2 separate regions of the Sus scrofa genome follow, and region 1 is linked to region 2. A link is a contact called in public Hi-C data. All regions are on one chromosome and are shown on one strand. The core of a region is the stretch at or near the end of the contact, and the rest is flanking DNA. Distances in the headings are between cores, read along the strand shown. Region 1 has its middle 210 kb from the start of MARCH11. Region 2 overlaps FBXL7 (F-box/LRR-repeat protein 7).

Evidence for each region. A called contact is a pair of places that touch in the nucleus more often than the background predicts.
Region 1: a Hi-C map of embryonic fibroblasts shows a contact between it and region 2, with 2.7 times the contacts expected there. The contact joins two enhancer-like sites. A contact is called at or near these places in 4 of 47 Hi-C or Micro-C datasets (embryonic fibroblasts, heart right ventricle, mesenteric adipose tissue and 1 more) and 1 of 2 datasets of contacts at active chromatin or transcription factors (skeletal muscle).

The regions. Positions count from the first base shown.
Region 1 is chr16:5,243,195-5,250,804 of Sscrofa11.1, reverse strand. No RefSeq gene overlaps it. Among named protein-coding and RNA genes, the nearest start is that of MARCH11, 210 kb to the left of the region's middle. Within about 2 kb of position 1,839, at least 15 of the 83 cell types and tissues checked have an H3K27ac peak or open chromatin away from gene starts, as enhancers often do. A contact at or near this core is called in embryonic fibroblasts, where this site is marked.
Region 2 is chr16:5,098,145-5,105,489 of Sscrofa11.1, reverse strand. The region is part of intron 2 of FBXL7 (F-box/LRR-repeat protein 7); the gene reads right to left. Among named protein-coding and RNA genes, the nearest start is that of FBXL7, 320 kb to the right of the region's middle. Within about 2 kb of position 5,044, at least 2 of the 83 cell types and tissues checked have an H3K27ac peak or open chromatin away from gene starts, as enhancers often do. A contact at or near this core is called in embryonic fibroblasts, where this site is marked.

The DNA of each region.
Region 1 (7,610 bases), core at 590-3,089, 150 kb before region 2:
ATCTGCCGCACCAATAAATCAAGGTTTCCCATAAAACTGTACAATTTCTTACTGATGGCACTTGAAGAAGAAAGTTATTAAATCATTACTCATTTAATATAAATTTTTAGGATGAGTTCATATTTCTCACTGTGTACTTGGCTGAGGTCACAGTATGGAAATCTAGATATTGTGTAGAAAACCTGGGCAAGATCTCAGTGACTTCCAGGTCTTCAGACTTAATCTGCTACTGCTAAGGACTGAATAGATGGGAAGGTAATTTTCGAGGATGTCTGTTTTCTTTGAACTGTGACATGCAGGGCCAAAAGCCACAGGGGAAAAAATGTTCTGGAGTCAGGGAATGCCGGAACGACACCCTTGCTTGGACATCTCATGGAGTGAGTCCCTCTTCTTCATCTCTGCATTCTCATGGCTTTGCTCTGTACACTCTAGGTGCTCATTGGCTGATGAGATGAATTTAATGCTTAGTCATTAGAGAGCAGAGGAGAGAGACAAACTGCTACAGATGAAGAGAGATAACTCATTTCTTTTGTCAGGTAGGCTTATCCTTGCTTTTCTTGGAGGGAGTGTGGTTACAGTAGGGTTCCCTGGAGGAGGGTAGCAGTAGGCTTGGCAGTTGGGACAAAGATTCCTCTCTGTGGGGTAGGGGTTGGTCTCTCAAAGCACCCAAGGTCGCCACAGTCCTGAAGCATGAAACTTCAAAGTTTTATTGAGAGTCCCCAATGTGGAGTCCTCGGGTGTGGTTGCATGTGCCCCTAGCCATGGCTTCTCAAGAGGCGAAGGCTGGAGGATGGCTTGATCCCAGCAGTTCTGGGTTGTAGTGCATAGTGTTGATACGGTGTCCGCACTAAGTTCAGCATCAAGGGACCACCAAGTGGCTTAAGGAAGGGTAAATTGGCCCAGGTCAGAAATGGAGCAGGTCAAAACTCCCATGCTGATCAAAATGAGGAGTCCTCAAAGGGCAGAAAAGTCTGTCCCAGACCTGTTTTTTTTTTTTGTTTTGTTTTTGTTTTTTTAATAAAAATCTGCTCTATCATAAACTCTAGAGGTACGGGTGCTTCTCTGACAGCAGAATGAAAATCTCTCAGAAGCTGACTCTCAGTATTTAGTTCTCCGAAACCTTGCTTATAAACCAAATGGTAACCTACTGAACAGCATGTGTTGAATGGAGAACCCAATAAAGCTGAAATCGTTCCCAGCATTGCATTTATACCATGAGGACTTTTACAGCCATAATGTCAACTACAGTGGTTCTAGTTTTGTTTACTTAACCAGCCATGGAGGTAGGTTGACCAAAGAGTTAGTCCCATTTAGTCCATGAAACTGAAACTTTACCATTACGGATTCATTTCTTTGCCTTGAGTACTGACCTCTTGGATGCAGATTAATATATTAAGTTACTACTACCTTAGAGTGAAAGAGTTTAGAAGAAAAAGTGGGGATATGAGAAGCTTAAAGTAGTGGTGGGGAATATGAAAAGATTTAAATCAAAAATTAATATTTTTGTCTGGGGGAACCCATCTATAAGCATAAATTTCACAGACTCTTCTCAAGCAGAATTTCTCCACCTTGTCATAGGGAGGGAAAATTTTTGTTGTATACTGTACATTGCAGAATGTTTAGCACTACCCCTGCCCTATAACCACTGGACAACACTGGTAGCCTCCAACAATGGAGACAACAATGTCTCTAGACTTTGCCAAAAATGTCCCCTGGGGGGCAAAATCACCCCAATGAGAATCATTGTTCTAGTGTGAATTATCCTCTTGGAGACGCTAAGGGTAGAATCGGTATAACCGATTTCTCCCATAGATGGAGCTCTTGATCAACGAAGTGTTTCATTAAAAGGGCAATGGTGAATCTAACCAGAAGGAATAACAGTTAGATCACAGGCCACTCGGTCAATTGCAAAGTGCTTTGCTTTTGTCCCTCTTCTGAGTCAGCAAGAAATGGACAGCCCTGGGAAGTTCTGGTTTCTAATCCCTGCCTTGACCTCTATGTGATGGTCAGAAAGGTTGGTTTTGAAGCTGGAAGGGGCTAGCTGGCCAGGCCTCATCCAGGGAGGTTCCCAGGCCAAGCTGGACCAAGGCCAAGGTTTGCAGAGCATTGCGCAAAACAGCAGGACACTCATATGCTTTTGATATTGTGAAATCATTCCTCGTTACTCTGTACATTTTGTCTTTAAATTGCTTTCATCATTTTATGTGGTCTGTGGCACACACCTCATTTCTTTCAGCTTGCAGCTCTAATATTTCCAGCAGTTAGCTCTCTTAACAGAAGTGCCTTGTATTTTTAGCCAAGGAGTCAACATTATGTTAGGGAGTGGAGGTGAAAGGTTGGAATACAGTGCCCTGAAGTGAGAGGCAGCTAATCTCATAAAACGTGTAGTTGCTCGAAAAGGAAGAATATTCCTTAATGACCACAGTGATGATAAAGAAAGCCTCGACGTTCCCTGTGACATTTTGCTGAGATTACCTGGGACTGGTTTTGCACTAGACAAATTGTGCTTCTCATTTGCCAGCTCAATGCAAGGTCATGCTACTGAAAAGCAACGGTGGTGCTTCTTTCATGAGAATGTATGTTCACCCTTAATGCTTTCCTCTCCCACCTGTGAAGGGAGAGAGTTGACAGGTACAGGATAGCGTAGACACTCAGAGCTGACATTCTCTTCATTTGCCACTAGCAGCAGACTGTCCAATGTCAGGACCAAAATTCATCATAGCTGGGAGCTGTTTATTACCAGTAAACTCTTTTGAACAAATTCCATAAAGACTCCTGTTGATAGATGAATACCCTGGAGGCAGAGATTCGGGCCCATAGGGAACTTTCTTTAAATTCATTTAATTCAATAAGTACTTTTAGGGGTCAACTATGTGCAGATATAAACTTGGTTCCATTTAGGGCAATGACGTCACTCCCAGACATCAGCACAGAAGCCCATCTGGGACACCATCTTGGCCACGTCTGCTTGTCAACACTCCACAATCTCCTTTTCAGAGCCTCTCAAGGGATCTTTTTCCTTTGTCTGAAGTAGTAGCAACACCATGGGATGGGATGCTTCACCTTTAGCTGGGTATGAGGAGTTCAAAAAGCAAGTCACATACTGTCTACTCCCATTAATGCGTCCTCTGTCACTAGCAGTGACAGAAGTGGAAGTTTTGCAAATCAAGGAACCTGATTTAGGCTGAGCATGCTATTTGGATTTGTGTTTTTACAGATCTCCTTAGATGTTTCTATATGTGTTACTGGCCTAGAACCACCGCTTTGATGCATAGATTCTTAACCCTGGCTACACATTGTGGTCACATGGGAGAGCTTAAAAAATACAGCTGCCTGGGCCTGCTCCCCAGAGATTCAGATTCCATTAGTTGAGAGGCAGTGTTTCTCCATGGAAAAGTAATAAAATTTACATTGGTGGTTCTCAATCCTGGCTCTACATTAAAATAAGCTGGGGGGGTGGATTCTTTAAGTTTCTTGATGCCTGAACCCCATCCCAGATCAATTAAAATGAATCTCTAGGCTATAGCCCCAGCATCCATACTTTTTAGTTCCTCAACTTGAAGCCACTGATGCAAATTCTGCTACTTTCACATGGAGACTATACCAGCAATTAAAAATGCAGGAAGGGGAGTTCCCGCCATAGCTCACTGTTTAATGAAACCCACTGGCATCCATGAGGATGTGGGTTCCATCCCTGGCCTCGCTCAGTCGGTTAAGGATTTGGCGTTGCTGTGAGCTGTGTTATAAGTCACAGATGAGTCTCGGATCCCATGTTGCTGCACCTGCAGTGTAGGACAGCAGCTGCGGCTCTGATTCTACCCCTAGCCTGGGAACCTCCGTATGCTTCGAGTGCAGCCCTCAAAAGACAAAAGACCAAAAAAGAAAAGAAGAAAACCACAGGCAGGAAGGGTTACTAAAAGAAGGGTCAGCTCAGGATGGTTCTTTGCACATAAGGAGACAAAAGCCAAACATTTCTTCTGGAATCCATGGCAGTGTGTGGTGTGTTGTGGGTATGTGTATGAGTATGTGAACATATTCAGGACAGGTTTTGTAGAGCTGCACGAACAGCAATAGGATGCTTATGATTAAGAAAAAATAAATTCTGTACCACAAACATCTCTTCCTACCTGTACACGTCCTACATGCCTCAGGCTGTCAGGAAAAATAAGGTGAGGAAGACTGAGTCCTTTCTCATGCTTCAGAGGATTGTAATATAAGAAGGAACTATTGTTTTGACAGGCTTTATATAGTCAGAGAGAAGCAAGAGAGAAAAAGGACCTAATTTGGGCCCACATCCCCTAATCAGTCACTTGAGTGACCTTGGAAAAAGTCCAACACTTTTCTAAGCTTCTATTACTGACCTGTTGAAGGTCACACATATTTATTTATTTATTTAGACTTTTTAGGGCCACACTCCTGGCATATGGAAGTTCCCAGGCTAGGGGTCGAATTGGAGCTGCAGGTGCCGGCCTATGCTACAGCCACAGAAATGCCAGATCCGAGCCGCATCTGCCGAACCTATACCTCAGTTCACGGCAATCCCAGATCCATAACCCCTAAGCAAGGCCAGGGATCAAATCTGCATCCTCATGGATGCTACTCAGATTTGTTTCCACTGAGCTACATTGGGAACTCCTGAAGGTCCCATTTAAGTGGGAGGTGCTGCCTCTTGTGTCTTTGGCTTTGCTGCAATTTCTTCTCTCCTACAGAAGCTCCCTATTGCCTCTACGCCATGTCATCTGCATTCGTCCATGTCCTGAGGATCTGACCTGTTCCTGAGCCCACCTCTCTCCTCCTCCATGTGGCTTCCCCCTCTTCTACATCCTCTTGTCTAAGGACCCTGTTCTCTGAAGTCTCCACTGACCCCTAAGAAGCCATGCCAGTCTCCACACATGAAGTGATAATGGCATAAGTTGTTTCCCTCCCATGGATGAGCAATTGGGAGCAGGGTGTCCAGAAACTAAATTTCCTGGTGGAGATAGGTTAAAGGTTTGGGGAAAATGTGGTCTTCTCTGTGAAACTCCTCAGCTGAACCCCAAGAGTAAGCTCCTCCTTCTGCCTGGGTTGTGCCCGTGTGAGGGGCTGTTCTACCTGCGTTACCTCAGTCTGGGTCCAGCCTCAGAGAAACAATGAGTCCTCTTTACTCTGCTGGAATTTGTTAATGTAAGAAATTTAATTACATTAAAGCCCCAGAGTTTTATTCCTTTGAGAATAGTAACTAATTTCCAAAGAAGTATTTTTTTCTTTTTTTTTCTTTTTTTTGAAATGAACTGAATCCAGGGTGCTCTGTGAGGGAACCATAGTTTTAGAAACAGAATGATATGGCTTTCTACTCAGGTGGTGGAAAAACGCTACTCAAATCAATTTGCATATCAGACCAAAAATCGTGTATTCCCTTGGCTTTTTGTTTGTTTGTTTTCATTTGCTTTTTAGGGCTGCACCCTGGCATATGGAAGTTCTCAGGGTAGTGGTCCAATCGGAGCTGTAGCTGCTGACCTACACCACAGCCACGGTAATGCAGGATCCGAGCTGCACCTGTGACCTACACCACAGCTCATGGCAATGCCTGATCCTTAACCCACTAATTGCGGCCAGGGATCAAACCTGCATCCTCATGGATACTAGTCAAGGTTCCTTTTGGCTGTGCCACAACGGGAGCTCCATGTATTACCTTGTTGATAAAAACCTCCTGTGTTATTCCAAGAAATAATGATGCCTTTCTCTGATGACTATATCTAAATTTATTTCTGAAATTATAGACATTTATTTTTAATGGCACATCACTTTTTTCTCACATGATAGTTATTTGGGTACATATGCTATTTTTTTTCCAACTAGATTATAAACTCCTTAAGGGAAGATTCCACTTTCCAAAAAGTGCTAAGCTCAATGTTGAGCTTACAATACGATATATTGACAGATCTGCATGGGGCATGTGTTCACGTTTGTAAGTTAAAATAATATAGGAAGATCGAGATAAATCCCATCATGTATATAATGAGAGAAAATTCATACAAATACTAGTTGGATTTGCTTCATTCATATATCATAACATTTCAAGTAACTAGATCTTTGGACTTCTACAGCAAAACCTTGTGCAACATAAAGGAGCTTCTGTGTTCATTGGGGGGAAAATCAAAGTATTGGCCAGCCTGAGTTTTGGCTGGAGGTTACTTCCAATCTTATTCCTACTGATGGCAGAATTCAGTTCCTGTGGTTGCAGGACTGAGGTCCCTCTTTCCTTGCTGGCTGGCTGTTGGCTGGCGACCTCTCTGAGCTCCTAGATGCTTCCATATTCCTTGCCCTATGGCCCCCTTCATTCTCGAGCCAAACAATAGTATATCAAATCCTCCCCGTGCTTTAAATCACTGACTTCTTTGTCACTGACCTCTAGACCCAGGTTGAAAGGTCTAGAGGTCGGGTGATTGATCAGGTCCACCTGGATAACCTCTCTTTCATAAACTCCATTGTGCCACAGGAAGGAGACCCATTATGTTTGTTTATAAATTCTGGTGATTATACAGGGTGCATACATGGGGGTTGGGGATCTGGGGAACCATTTTAGATTTTCATCACCTTATTCCTTCAAGAAGCTTGGCTGAGAATGGAAAAATACTGAGAGGAATAATCTAGAAGGAAGGGGGATTAAATGATTCTTTTTAAAACCATGGTCAAGAATAAGCCTTGAGCATATATGTATGCTGAGAAGAGAGAAAGGAAACAGGGAATTAAAACTCCAAGAGTGTGAGAATAACTGTAAAGGGAATTGGGACAAGGGCTCCTGAATGCAAGATTAAAGGGAGAACAAGCTCTTCCTCAGAAGATGGAAGAGAGACTGCAAGGGAGGAGCCAGAGGTGGGAATTGTATGTCAGGGGCAGGAATTGGGTGGAATAGTTTCAGATCACCTCGATATGGTACCTAAGAACTAGGAGGCCAAGGTAGACAGAGCTAGGGATAGAGTAGATAGCACTGGATGAATGTTGAGAGAGTGGATATTATAAATGGAACTTGAGTTCCCATTGTGGCTCAGCAGGTTAAGAACTTGACACAGTATCCGTGAGGTTGCAGGTTCCATCCCTAGCCCTGCTCAGTGTGTTAAGGATCCAGCATTGCCACAAGCTGCAACATAAGTCACAGATGTCGCTTGGATCCTGCGTTGCTGTGGCTGTGGTATAGGCTGGCAGCTGCAGCTCCGATTTGACCCCAAGCCCAGGAACTTCCATGTGCTGCAGGTGCAGCCATAAAAAGAAAGAGAAAGAAATGGAACTTGAGATGTCTGACCCAGGGCATCCACAGGTGCTTGTAGGATCAATAAATTCATCCAATAAGCACAGAAGGATGGGAGCTGCCTCACACCTGCTCGTGATTACGTACCATGGGCCTCTCCCCAGCTCTGAGTTCAGTGACACAGTGTTAGTAGCTTGAAATTGGGCATACTGGAGATATTTCTTCCTTGGAAATTGGCAAACACTGCAGCGAGGGCTTTTTAAACACAGAGCTGTTTGTTAAATATTTACCAGCACACAAGTTCTGCAGCGGTTGCCCTTTGGGTTCCAAAGCCATCAGCCTACGTCAAACTGCTCCTGTTCATAAACTACCAGCTCCACAG
Region 2 (7,345 bases), core at 3,795-6,294:
ACTGAGTGTGGACTGGCAAATTTATATGCCGACTGGTGAATTTTAAAGCAAAGAGAGCCAATACCATTAAAATGAAAATAATTGTATATGATTCAGAATCCTAAATCATTGCCATATGTTACTTGGGTGACTCCCAACATTAGAAAAAAGAGAAAAAAAAAACCCATGTTTTATTCTACCTATTTATTTCTTGAGATGATTTTGAAACATGGATTTTAAATGTACTTGAAGAGCAGCTGCCAGATTTCCAAAGTATTCAAAAAACTTAAAAAAAGTCTATAAATTTAGCGTTTTGGTAGTTACAACTTTCCAGGGATAAATGGCTTAGCAAACAGACAAACAAAAGAGTTGTAACCAATAAGCTTCATTAAAAAAAAAAAGATAATTAGATCACAAGGTGAAAAGAAAGGCTTAAAATGCCTCTCAACTGTGAAGGGTTAATTTAGGGTCACTATTAAATAATGATATGAAAATTCACTGTTACTTAATGAGCTTGTTAGTGAAACTCTGTAAAGAAAGCTATATTAAAACCCTAATAACCCAGGGCAGTGGCCCAGGTTTCTGAAGGTCATGAATGACCATTCAAATTAAGAGTGTATGACTAATATTGATCTTTTCTCCTACTTCACTTTCCCCATTTCATTAAAAATTCTAAGAACCTAAAGGCCGCATAACTTCCTAGAAATTAAAAAATGCTAAGCAATGTAGGAAATCTTACCTGGACAGGCTTCCTGGGGGCATTTGTTGCACTGTTTCCAATTCTGTATCAGATCCAGTGAAGTTTTTTGCTAGTTAATTGACATGATTTGGTAAACGCTATGTACTAATTATTGGCAGAATATAGCAATATTCTGCATATCACTCTAAAATTTCTACTACAAATTCTGGTTGGCCTTTCCAACATCCCACAGCAGGTCAGGGAGAGACTAAATCTAGACTTAAACCTTGGCACTGAAAGCTCACAAGGTCCCCTAGAACTTTGAATCTTCAGTTCAGGCAGAATTCCTGATTGGCTTTCAGGCAACTCCTACCACATTACCTGAGTATGACAGGTCAAGAAACAATCTCGGAAGGTGTTCCATTAGTTAGAGAGGGTCCCCGCTGGGGGGGATTTGCACATTCTATTTGGCTGATGAAAAACAATCCTTTAAGCCTACATTCCTAAACTCCAACTAAGGTTTATTCATTCACTCAACTTATGGTTGCCAGATTAAATACAGGACACCCAGTTAAGGCTGAATTTCAGATAATCAGTGATTTCTTAGCATGAGCATATCCCAAATATTGCATGGAGCATACTTATACAAAACCGATTATGCATTGTTTTAACTAGGTATCCCATATTTAAGTGGGCATCCCACATTTTTATTTGGTAAACCTGGCAATCCTGATTACATCTCATATTAATAACAACCAGTGACACCTACAAAGCACCAACTATGCCAGGCATTGAACATGTTTTCATGTGCTTTTAATTCTAGCAATAACCTCTAAGGTAGTTATTATCCCCATTTTACAGGTGTGAAAAATGAAAGCACAGAAAATTAAAGAAAACATTCTCTTATGAAATCAAGTATTTTACGCTAGACCCTCAAGCTTAGATGGCGTCCCATTTTGTGAGTATATAGAGGGTCAAGGTTTTCCATAGAAAACAGTCCTGAGTTGCTTGAGCACAAGGACAAATGCTTGCTCAAGGTCCCTAATACTCTTTGGCGTGGATTATTGTGCATACTTACAATTTGGAAAATATCCACAGCAGGTGTTACCAATTGCCCACTGCAGCCATTAGGATACTCACAGAATATTGAATTTTAAGCAATGACATTCTAGGTGAGCCTTCCAAGATAAACTGGCTACAATACGTGCCCCTTAACAGCCAAATGGTTTGACCTGCTATTTGTTTGATCAAGCTATTTAAATGAGCACCTACACCAGCCAAAATGAAGATTTCTGTTTTAATATAATTCCATTTATTATGCCCCTCGGATACATTGGATCTAGGAGAAAGACACATTAAAAAATTGAAATGCAGTAAACTGAACGTTAGTTATGTAAGTGCAGAGCAAAGAATGGCCATCTACCTCAAGGCCATGGACTAAAAGAAGGTCTTCATGGAGGAGATTCTCTTAAAGAACAAGGAAGGGTTCATTGGGTAGGAAGTTGGGAAGGTTATTGAAGGTGAAATTGACAATGAAATGGAGAGAACCCTGCTTCTCATCATCATTAAGCAGCCAGATCCACCATTCTTTGAGCACTTTCTTAGCATTAAAAAAAAATAAAGCCATAGGGTCAGCCCAGAGGAGAATGTCAGGTTCTCTACCTCTACAATGTCAAGACACTAGTATAAAGAGCATGTTAGAGTCTGTTACTTCGGCCAGAAATGGAGGTTCCTGGGCCAGAAACTGAATCTGAACCACAACTGTGACCTACAGCTGCAGCGACGATGGGATCCTTACTTACCCCATGGGCGCCTGGCCAGAGTCAACCCACACCTTAAGAATTAAGTCAAATTCTTAATCCACTACGCCAGAGCGGGAACTCCCCTCTCTGTTTTTTAATATCAATTTTTTCTTTTTCTGCAACAGACTAGGCATAAGATTAGATCTCAGTGTGATGAACAGAGCAAAGAGAAGATCACAGAACATGCTGATGCTACTCTTCCTTACCTTGTACTTCACAGACTGAAGTTTACACCCTCTAGCCACTATTTTCTCAAAGTACTAAAGTCTTAAAAGCTCACCTACATTTTCTAAGAATCTGTGGACATTAGACATTCAGTCTTCAGTGAGGAGTCTAAAAATATTTTGAAATGTGAATTTTCTCTAATATTTTCAAATATGTTAGTTTGTACCTAAGAAGTGGGAAATAAAGACTGCAAAAGAATGAACTAATGCAGATATTGGTCAGACACACAAAAATATCACAAAGCGTTGGCTGCAGTACATTCGATTTTGCTCTCGAGAGAGGACTTGTTTTCAGCCTGGCCCCTGTTAACTAGGGAAGAAATGTGAACCGTGCCTTCAAGTTTCCATAGCATGTTTCTTGTGATTTTCAGTTCCCTAAAAGCTCCATAAGGAGGCTTAGATGATGTACTTTAGGCAGAGTACAATGAGCACTGGCCTGGGAATCAACAGAACCTGTGTTTGCTCTTGGCTTTGTTTGTGACTTGGGCAGGTCATCAAATTGGAGTTTCTCCTTTTCCTCATCCCTCAAGGGACAACTGAAGTTGACAAGGGCTCCAATCCCCTCTGGCTCTAACGAATTCTACTTCTATAACTTAAGTCCTTCAATGGAATCACTGTTATCCATTTGCATTTCAATTTTTTTTTTAATAATAGATTTAGCAAAATTGCAAGTGACCTAGGAGAGTATCCAGAGAAAAAATGATAATGCCTCCCATGGACCTGCAACCATACAAATTCAGAAATTAGGAAATAGTTAAAATAAAATTCTCAGAGCTTCATACTTTGCAAAAGGAATTGAAATAATTTCTAATTCTGATAGAAATATGACAGGTCTTCTCCATTCAAATGCATGTGTGATCCTTCCTTCTGTTGGCAAGAAACCAGTGAAAACCTCAAACAATCCTAAGTAAGTAAATTGCGAAGTTACTTTCATTGGGAGTTGTAAGATCTATTCAGCATTTTACAGCAACATATGTGGTGTTTTATTGGATCGGGACCTTGTATTCCATACAAAGCCATTTTTTTTTCCAAATAAAGATGATTTTACTGGATTCAGTTCAGATAATATTAACATTTATGGACTAGGTCCAAACTCTCCTTGGTTTCTAGTAATCACATACGAATGAGCATGGCCACAGCAATTCTATTAATATATTTACTTCTGTCAGAAGCTGCATTAGCAAGCATAACAAGAAAACATAAGAAAATAAACACTGAAAATTGGAGTTTTAAGCGATTCTTTATAGCTTATGGATTTTATTAAATAAATGCCAAAATAATTAAATTACTACAAAATTTTAACTAAATGTTTATTATTTATTTTGGCTTAAAATTAAAAAAAACCCAGAAAGTTTACAGTATCTGATGTTCCAAAATTAATATATTTGATTTACTAAAATAAAAACATCTCACAATGAATTAGGTTCACATCTGAAACACACAGAATAGCTTTGACATTGTTTATGCCTCTTGGAAACTCTTCTAACTTTGGAACCTCGGTTTTGCATCTGTAGAAAGACTGTCTTGGTAATTTTAAAAGTGTCTTTGAACTCTGAGAATTTATGTTTCAAGATAACAGCTTTCAAAAAGTACCAAGAGGACCTTGAGACTTTTGTTAGATCAATTCCAAAGATCTAACGTTAAAAAAAAAACACACATACCACTTTTCCAACATCAGCCAGCAGTGAAACTGAGTTATTTAGATTAAGCAACACTGGCAAAGGGGGATTATGGTATTTGTCTACCACGAGGAAGAAAATTATCATTGTTTTAAATCAACAGATGTTATGTTCTCCTTGGAACCACGCTTCCCTTTTGTTGGAAAATGCAGACGTTAGGAACTGCTCAAAACAGCAGAGGGCGCCACAATCACAACCAAACCAAACCAAAGGAAAATCTTGGCCTCACACCAGTGTGGGGAGAAGTCCTAAGCCAGGATGTCTGAAAATGAGCCATGGCCAGGTGGGAGCAAGGCGTTTTCAGAATGTATTTGGGAAACTGCCAATAAAATGGTTTACACTTCATCTTAGCATCCACGTCCAGATCAAAGGCTATGATCTTGGGTGTCTTGGGTATCTTCTGGAGTATTTCATTGATTTTGAGACACTTATTTGAGAAAGAAGATGGTGCCAGGTTAGAGCATGTCCAGGGCAGGAGGCAGAGAGACAAGTTTGGAGTATGGGGAATCATTGAGCAGAGGGTCAGCATAGCTTGGGGACCAGAATCTCTGGGGTAGAGGTTTTGCACACTTGAGATGGTCTCCCGTGAAGCAGGAAAGAGGCTCATGTGTCACTGGAGAGCATCAGTCTGGGACAGATGGAGCTCACAGAAGGCAGGATTGTGTCACTGTGGGGAAGAGTTTTACAACAAGTGGAGTCACACACAACTGAGTCAGAGTGCTTGGGAAGTCTCCAGGCAACGGATGTCCACACTTGATTCAAAGACCTTGGAGATTTATGAATCTGGTGAGAGGCTGGAGTTGATGACTAAGAGTCTAAAATCCTAATGCATTAATTACACTTGTCATTATGTCCAATTGTAGAGAATCTGATTTACTTCTAGGAAATAGGTATGAGATGCTTTTGAAACATGAGCCTATTATTTCCAAATATCAGGTCCTAACAATGGTGATGAGCTCAGAGATCAGTTCTTAAAACAAACTAATGATTATAATGATTATCAAGTAAATATAAGAATGATCACAGAATTTGCTAGTGGTTCTTCTCTGTTAATACAGAATTGGACTCAGTCAAGTGTCTGGTTATTATATGCACGTGTATATTCATCCATACCTATGCACAGACACCCACACAAACATGCATATTTATAGGCAGAAAAGTAGAAATTGGCTATATATGGAAACAGGCATTCTTCTTGTGAAGGCAGAAGAGTCCTATCTAGTCATTGCACAAAGTAATGCAAGGGCTTCTGAGACTTGCTTGCTTGCATTCAAATCCAGTCTCTAGTACTTACCAGCTGTGTAGCCCTGTGCAACCTACCTAGTCTCAGTGGCTCTCAAGTGGTCCCCAGAATGACAATGTCAGAATCAGTTTCCCCTGCAAACTTGCTATAAGTGCAAATTCTCAGGCCACACCCCAGCCCTCCTGAATCAGAAACTCTCTGAGAGTAAGGTCCAGCAATCTATTTAACAAGCCCTCTAGGTGATTTCTGATGCACACTAACATCTGAGAACCACGTGCCTCGGTTTCCTTGTCTATAAAATGGCCATCTATAGGGTTATGGTGACAAATGAATGTTTACATATATAGTGTGTGTACAATAGTGTGCAATAATGCACTATGAAATATGTGTTTTTAATATTACTACTCAAATCTCAAAGAAAAAAAGTAACATCAGCTGGAATATCCATGCTATTTGGAAGCAGAATCAATGGGAAAACAGTTATTTTGCTAAGTGCCATCATTTAAAAAATGAACCCGCTGAAATATGGGATAGAGAAATACCTAGCCTTCATAAAGCAGAGTTGACAGGAATTCCTCCAGAGGAAAGGCCATCCAGGTTTGTTCATTAGAAAACAAACAGTCCCCTCACCTTACTGTCTGGATCCACACACTCACGCTGGCACCTTCTGAGGGGCATCATTTGGATTCACTGGCTCACCTCAGACCCCACATAGGATGATCTTTACTGAGGCAGTTAAAGAAGCTTGGTCTACACTATCATGCCTTCATGTCCATCCCCAAGATCAAAGTTAATCTGGGCTATGAAGTTCTTCCTAACTGAGAAATAAGAGTGAGCTCAGCCAGGTGCTATTAGGGTGAGGGGAACATGAGGACTTTCTCAGGCACTTTCAGCTCATCTCCCTGAAACCCCAGAAAAGCTGCTCTTGACTTCGTAGTGGTTATAGATGAGGGCTCTGGAATTTCTTTAATGCTTTTCGGTGCAGAAAGTCTTTAATCTTTCATTTCCGAATATGCCAAAAGGGGATGGTGATGATGATGGTGATAATATTATGTTCCTTGTAGGTCTGTGAGGGTCAGTTAAGAGAAAGAATAAGACAGCAGCCACCTAGCAAGCATCCCGTATGCATTCACCACTGCTGAGTTATTACATCTCATGACTACGTACATGATGGTCTGAGATATTAAGTAAATCGCTCAACATCCCACAGCCAGTAAATGGCAGAACTGGAATTCTAAGCCCAATGGGACAACAGAATAAATGGGTGTCCCCTGTTTAATACTTTCCTGAGAGCTGTCATTTTACAGCAACTTGAGACTAGTCTCCCTCAGGAATTATAGGAGAGGCTGATTCACATACAACTATGAAATTAGAAAAAAAATCTTCACAAGATGAAGATTGTTGCAAATAATCTAAAAAAACTTTTTTAGGTAAAGATGTATCTTGATAATATAAGTAAAATTATGGTTCTAATTCATAAATTGCCAATGACGTCTTACCTTTGGAAATTCACAACAAAGCTATCCAATTTATTTGTTTATTTATTTATTTAGTCTTTTTAAGGGCATACCTGCGGCATACGAGGTTCCCAGGTTAGGGGTTGAATAGTAGCCACTGGCCTACATGGGCCACAGCCATAGCACGCCAGATCCAAGCTGTGTCTGCGACTGACACCCCAGCTCACAGCAACGCTGGATCTTTAACCCACTGAGTGAGGCCAGGGATCGAGCCTTCGTCCT